2 separate regions of the Hordeum vulgare genome follow, and region 1 is linked to region 2. The links are chromatin contacts, called in public Hi-C maps. All regions are on one chromosome and are shown on one strand. Each heading gives the region's core, a stretch centred on a gene start, on an enhancer-like site or on the middle of the called end of the contact. The rest is flanking DNA. Distances are from core to core; before and after follow the strand shown.

Region 1 (3,083 bases), core at 250-2,749, 400 kb after region 2:
CTATACGGTTGGACTGTTGAGTAGATATCAAACGAATCCAGGAATTGGGCATTGGAATCAAATTAAACATGCTCTTCGTTATGTTCAAGCAACACTGGATTATTCACTCTGTTTTAACCAAAAGGATCTACAGCTGCAGGGCTATACTGATGCTGATTGGCAGGGTGATCTAGACGACCGGAAGTCTACATCTGGGTATCTATTTACATTGGTTGGTGGTGCTATATCTTGGTGTAGTAAGAAACAAGATTCAGTGGCTTTGTCTTCCATGGAGGCCGAGTATATTGCTGCATCAGAAGCTGTGAAAGAGGCAGTGTGGTTGAAGGAATTTTTTTTGACTTTGAAGATTGTTGATAGTGCTAGCAAACCAGTGGTCGTGTATTGTCATAATCAGGCTGCGATAAAGGTTTCCAGATGTCCCAAGTTCCACAGCAAGATCAAACATATTGAGGGAAGGTATCACTATATACGTGATATAGTTAATAGACTTAAATCAGTTTCTTTAGAATTTATACCTAGTACTGATATGGTTGCTGATCCCTTGACTAAGTCTCTTAGTCAGGTGGTATTTGGTAAGCATGTTAAGGCTATGGGTTTACGAATATTTTGAATGATTGTTTCGGACAAGTGGGAGATGTTGGGATTATGTGTCCTTCAACTATATTCAAATACTTATTGTCGTTAATATTCGAAATACCTCATATGGAATTATACATGTGTTATGTGCATGGAATTATTCTTGCTGGAATGTACTTGAGTATTGCATGCTTAAGGAAGCTGGTCAATTATCAATGGAATACAATATATTTTATATATTGGAAAGACTACCCGGGTAATTAGATTACGACCCTAATGTTGATCTACATAATTAGAGGAATTTATACTCTGTTATGACGCGTTGCTCACAAGCGCGTGCTTCGGGGACTCGACGGATAGGATCCGCTAACAGACAAATTATATCGTAGTTGGTAGTTTGATCTGGACTCTATCCGGAAACTAGTTTAAAGACTAGGAATCTTATAACTGTAAAAGAGGTGGACTCTTTAAAAACGCAGTATAAGAAGGTCCCTACCCCCTAGCCTCAAACAAGCGATTGTGAGCGGCACCACGGATAAGCGCAGAGGAATAGGGGATAGACCACAAACCCTGATTTCTAACAGTGTCGGCCCGGCAGAAAACAGTTCTATAGATATCTATGCTACTGGTACTACACAATGGTAGCACTGCTATTTTATGTGAATTGACTCGTGAAAACCTTATTAACTCGTGTCGGCCAGACAGAAAAATAGTCCTATGGAAAATCTGTGCTGCTACGATGGTGGCAGTACTACTATTTTATGTGAATTGACTCGTGGAAATCTTGATGATCATGCTACATTTTAGATAGGATATTTGTCGGCCGGGCTGGCCTCACTGAATGAATTATTAAAGCAGGGTACGTACGAGGGAAGGACAAGCAGAATCCTGGACCGTGCGACAGTAGAGGGCAACAAGCACACCAAGAACCATCATCAAGTATGGTCTGGGGTCACTCACTCGCGATCGCTTTGCTTTGCTTTGGTCCCAATAATTCAGCAAAAGTTAAGCGGGAAAAAGAAACAAAGCAGCGGCTCAGGTTTTTGCCGGTGGCTGCAGCTGTGCTCTGTTATTAGCTGGTCAAACGTCCAGCACAAGGAAGACGTACGGTTAATTAACACAGGGGAAAAAGGGTACATTCTGTCCCGGATAGAGACCTTGGAGCTGTGTACGGTAAGTAACAACGGAAGATGGTCAATTAACTACGGTTGTTAGAAGGTTCAGTTGTCAACTCGCACCTCGTTCCTTTGCTAAATTTATCAGGACAGAAAGTTCAGCAATACAGAGACCAAGATAGTTTTTTCTTTGATACTACCTCTATAAACTAATACTTCATCCGCCTTAAAATAAGTGACTTAACTTTATGTTAACTTCATATTAAATTTAATATAAAATCGAGTCATTTATTTCGAGACAGATGGAGTACTATAAGACGTTTTAGATACAAAGAGAGAGTGTATTATAAATGGTGTCCGAAAGTATGGTGTTGTTTGGCTTGCTGATAACTATGGCCAAGAAGATCTCAGAAAATAAAAAACGAGTCTGATGAGAAGAGACAACTTTTCACCTTCGATGGTACCATATTAGATCAAACATGAAAAATACTCTCACAAACAAACTAGGGTACTTTAACTTTTTTACTTACATATATTCATACAAAAACTATTGGTTAAAAGCCGCATAATTGAACTACGCAAAATCAGAATTTGTTCTATTTTAGAACGGTGTCATCTACTTTAAGAATGGATGGAGTAAGGTTGAAGATGCAAAATTCACTAGCGACGAGCCTCCTAGCTGTGTTTCTGTGCTAGAAACCGACGTCCACGTGCTTGAAAAAGAATATCCTCGGGCTTAATTTGGAAGATCGCAGAAAGGTTGCGGTCAGATAACACGACAGAAGGAGCGATCGAGCTCATAATGAGAAAGACTAAGCATGGAATGAGACCTGGCCATCCATCCATCCATCCATTTTTGCCTTTCAGAATAATTGCAGCTGGGAAAGCAAAAGCTCCGAGCCCTCAGCCATCCATCAGTTTCCGCCAAGTGCCACTGTGCTACTCCATCAACTGGCAGACAGCGCAACCATCATGCCTGATTGGCTGGCTAAGCCAAGCTTTGCTCTCAGCAACGACAACCCTTCACTCCACCGATCCTTGGCCCATAATTCGTGATGGCGAAAAGCGCGGCAATCAGACCGTTTTCGATCCGGGTTTACGCCTTTCCTTGATCTTGGATATTCGATCTCCGGTTCGGTTCATCTGGGGGAGATCTTTGGCTTGCCAAAGGTGTGTATTATTGGGGCGCTTTGGGTGATGGGTTTTACAGGGACAGACGGTGTGTTGTGTGTAGCACTTGCTGATGGTACCATACACTGCTGCGTGTGCAGTGGAGAACGACAGATGATCCTTGTTGGAGAGATACTACTGAGTGGATTGTTGAGCACTGAATGCTTCATCGCGATGCTGTAACTGAATTCTGTGATTATATCTGTGTAGCATGTGATACGG
Region 2 (3,159 bases), core at 416-2,915:
AAAATGTAAGATATCTCACAATAGAAACTCCAAGCACAACACTATAAACAGAAGTACCTCAACAACTCAGGTATGTTAAATGAATTTCATATATGTTCTTACCCCTTCAGGTGGAGGAGGGTTCCTTGTGAATTTAGTGCCACCAGGAGCCCATGGAACTGCAGAGATAGATACATTCCAAAAACCATTGATCAGAAGAATCACAGCATATTAAAACCACAAATCACATTCGTTGAACAGGTAACATAAGGTAAGAGAGCGATTTGCATCAAAGGAAAGCATATGTAGGATGCACATGAGTAGTTTGTTACAGGTTATATGATCTTAAGATGTTACAGTATCGACAATAACCCATCTGAAAATGTGACAGTTTCTCACTTTAATCTAAAGCCTAAGCACATTAACTATCGATTATGAATCAAAAGTATGCACAACATTATTTATTTATTTTTCTAAAAAATGCTATTCTGCAGAACAGAATGTGTATCATAAAGCTGAAGCAGCCTCTATTCTCAAGAACAAACTGATGGTAAATAAAATTTGGCCTGAATCAGATTAGCATTCCCCTGAAATGAATATGTAAAAAGTCTGTACATCTCTGGCTTGAGAATGTTACGTTTGCAGTGAAGGTTAACACTGACTAAGATATGAAGATCATGTCACTACTCACTACAGTGGTTAGTTGAGACTAAACAACACAGCTCACGCCTCAAACAAATATTGGCACCCTAAGATAACCTGAATTATTTCTTAAGAGAGGAGGACACTCCTCTATAAATGAAAGCTAATAAGTAGTTTTACAAACCAGCAAAATGGAAGAACATGATAATGTGATGAACTACGTGATGACAAAACATGTCTGCAAGCAATCAATCACTAAAAAAATGCAGGCATGAGCTCGCAGCTTCAGTAAACAATAGAAATTCATCGGTCCTGAGTGTTAAAAAAACATTCCCGACTGAATGATCGGATACTTAATGTTCAACAGCCTACCGAGACAACTGCACGTATCACGCTACATGATTTACATCGCAGCATCGCGTCCACAAACAGAGGCACCAACAGCAGGAACGAAGGGCGAAACCATTTCAAGGCTTACCAATGTAAGGATCCGGGTGCTGGAAGTTCCTCTGCTGTGCCTCCGCATCCTCGATGAGCCTATCGATCACGTCCAGGTTCTCCTGCGACACACACACACACAGGAAATCCATCAGAACACCACGGGGATCGGCGTCAGATGCGAATCGTAGAGAAAGGGGGGAGACGCGAATCGCCAGTCTTACCACATTTCTGTTGGCCTCGAACTTGTCCCTGAGCTCGGACGCCTGCACGGGGGGGGGGGGGGGGGGGGGGGAACACGGGGTCAGATCCGCGAAGGGGCGGGGAGATCGGGGGATGGTGGGGGAGAGGGGCGCTCACATCCTGGTAGAAGAGGTGGCGGTGGACGGCCCAGTTGAGGGTGTCCTTGAGCGCGCGGCGGTAGAGAAGCCGCACCCGCTCCTTCTGCCCCGCGCGCCGCGCCAGGTACCCCGCCGTCGTCGACATCGACCTCGCCGCCGCAGCCGCTCCTTCTTCTTCTCCGGAGTTTCTCTCTCCACTCCTCTGCGTTGGTGGATTCGGATGGTGAGCGGAGGAGGAAGGGACCCGATCGGGAAGCCCAAGTGCTTCGGTGGGTGGGCGACTACCCCGGCACGGGCTTCATGGGCTTTAGTTCGGCCTCTCAGGACTGAGTTAAACGCAATAATCCTACACCAACGGACAAACGTTTTACAAATCTATCCAACTAATTATTTCGGCATTTCCTATTTAGCACCACAGGCATCAGTTAACTTGCATTTTTGTTAACTGGCGCCTGTGGCCTTGTGAATGGGCCGGCCCATATAGGCGTCGTTTGATTCTTTTTTTGAAAATTGTATGAATTTATATGAATATTGATGAACATTTTTTAATTTCAGCGAATATTTTTAAGATTGATGAAATTGTTTGAATACTGATGAATTTTTTAATTTGTATGAACATATTCTTGAAAATGGATGATTTTCTTTAAGATTTATGAACTTTTTTCAGTTCAACGAACTTCTTTATAAATACATGAACTTTCGTTGAATTCTTATGAACATTTTACAAATTTATTGAACTTTTTAAATATCTAATTAACTTTTCCTAAATTGACGATATTTTTTCATTTTCAATGAACTTTTTTTAAAATTGATGTACTTTTTTCAAAATTGATGGACCTTTTTCAAAGATATGACCTTTTTTTCAAATGGATGAACCTTATTTCTGTAAATCTGTAAACCTTTTCTGATTTCATATTTTTAATTTCGTAACAAAAAATAAAAAATAAAAACTGGGCAGCACTCCAATGGGCCAGCCCAGGCCAGCGGCGCTTTAGGTGCCGGATCGTTAACGGGCGCCTGCAGTTCTGCATAGGAGCTCCCATTTATTTCTCCCTTTTGTCTCGAAAAAATGAATTCTTTCTCCACCCCTCCCCCCTCCTCAGAATTTCGCATACATGGGCCCATATGAACACTGTAAATGCATTTGAACAAATGTTCGTAAATTTAAAAAATATACAGAAAAAAAAATTGTCCGTACGAAAAATATTCATCAATTCAAAAAAATTTCACTCATTAAAATATATTCATGAATTAAAACAATTGTCATGGATTTCAAAAAAACACCCAAATTTAAAAAATATAGAAAAAAATTCCAAACGAAAAAATGTTCGTGATTTTTTATAAATATCAGAAATTTCAAACAATCAATGATTCAAAAAATACTCACGGGTTACAGTGTTTTCTTGCAATTTCAACAAATGTTCATGAATTTGTAAAAAAATGTGGAGAAATTTAAATATGTGCATGAGTTAAGAAAAATGTTATCAGATTTGTCATAAATGTTCAAAAATTCATTAAAAAATGATACACTGAAAATATTTGTGAGTTTGAACATTAATGAAAAGGAGAAAAGAGAAGAAAAAGAAAGTTAAAGTTAAAATAAAAACTATCAAGTAATAAGTAAAATAAAAAATGAAGAAAGAACAAAAATTAGAAACTCAGAAAAAGGCCGAAAGGAAAACACACACACACACAAAAACCGGCATGGAAAAACGTTCGTGAAACCGAAAAGGAGCTAGTTGGGCCGGCTCATAGTGTG

Evidence for each region. Hi-C and Micro-C count contacts between places; a contact is called where the count stands out from the background.
Region 1: a Hi-C map of seedling shows a contact between it and region 2, with 6 times the contacts expected there. The contact joins the enhancer-like site here to the promoter of LOC123411276 in region 2. A contact is called at or near these places in 4 of 6 Hi-C or Micro-C datasets (leaf and seedling) and 1 of 1 datasets of contacts at active chromatin or transcription factors (embryo).

Annotation. Positions count from the first base shown.
Region 1 is chr7H:536,713,837-536,716,919 of MorexV3_pseudomolecules_assembly, forward strand. No RefSeq gene overlaps it. Among protein-coding and RNA genes, the nearest start is that of LOC123411855, 19 kb to the left of the region's middle. Within about 2 kb of position 1,500, at least 3 of the 3 cell types and tissues checked have open chromatin away from gene starts, as enhancers often do. A contact at or near this core is called in leaf and seedling, where this site is marked.
Region 2 is chr7H:536,310,908-536,314,066 of MorexV3_pseudomolecules_assembly, forward strand. LOC123411276 (NADH dehydrogenase [ubiquinone] 1 beta subcomplex subunit 9) reads right to left here and starts at 1,666. Exons shown (of 5, transcript XM_045104208.1): 1 at 1,420-1,666; 2 at 1,284-1,325; 3 at 1,100-1,181; 4 at 103-158. The coding sequence starts at 1,545.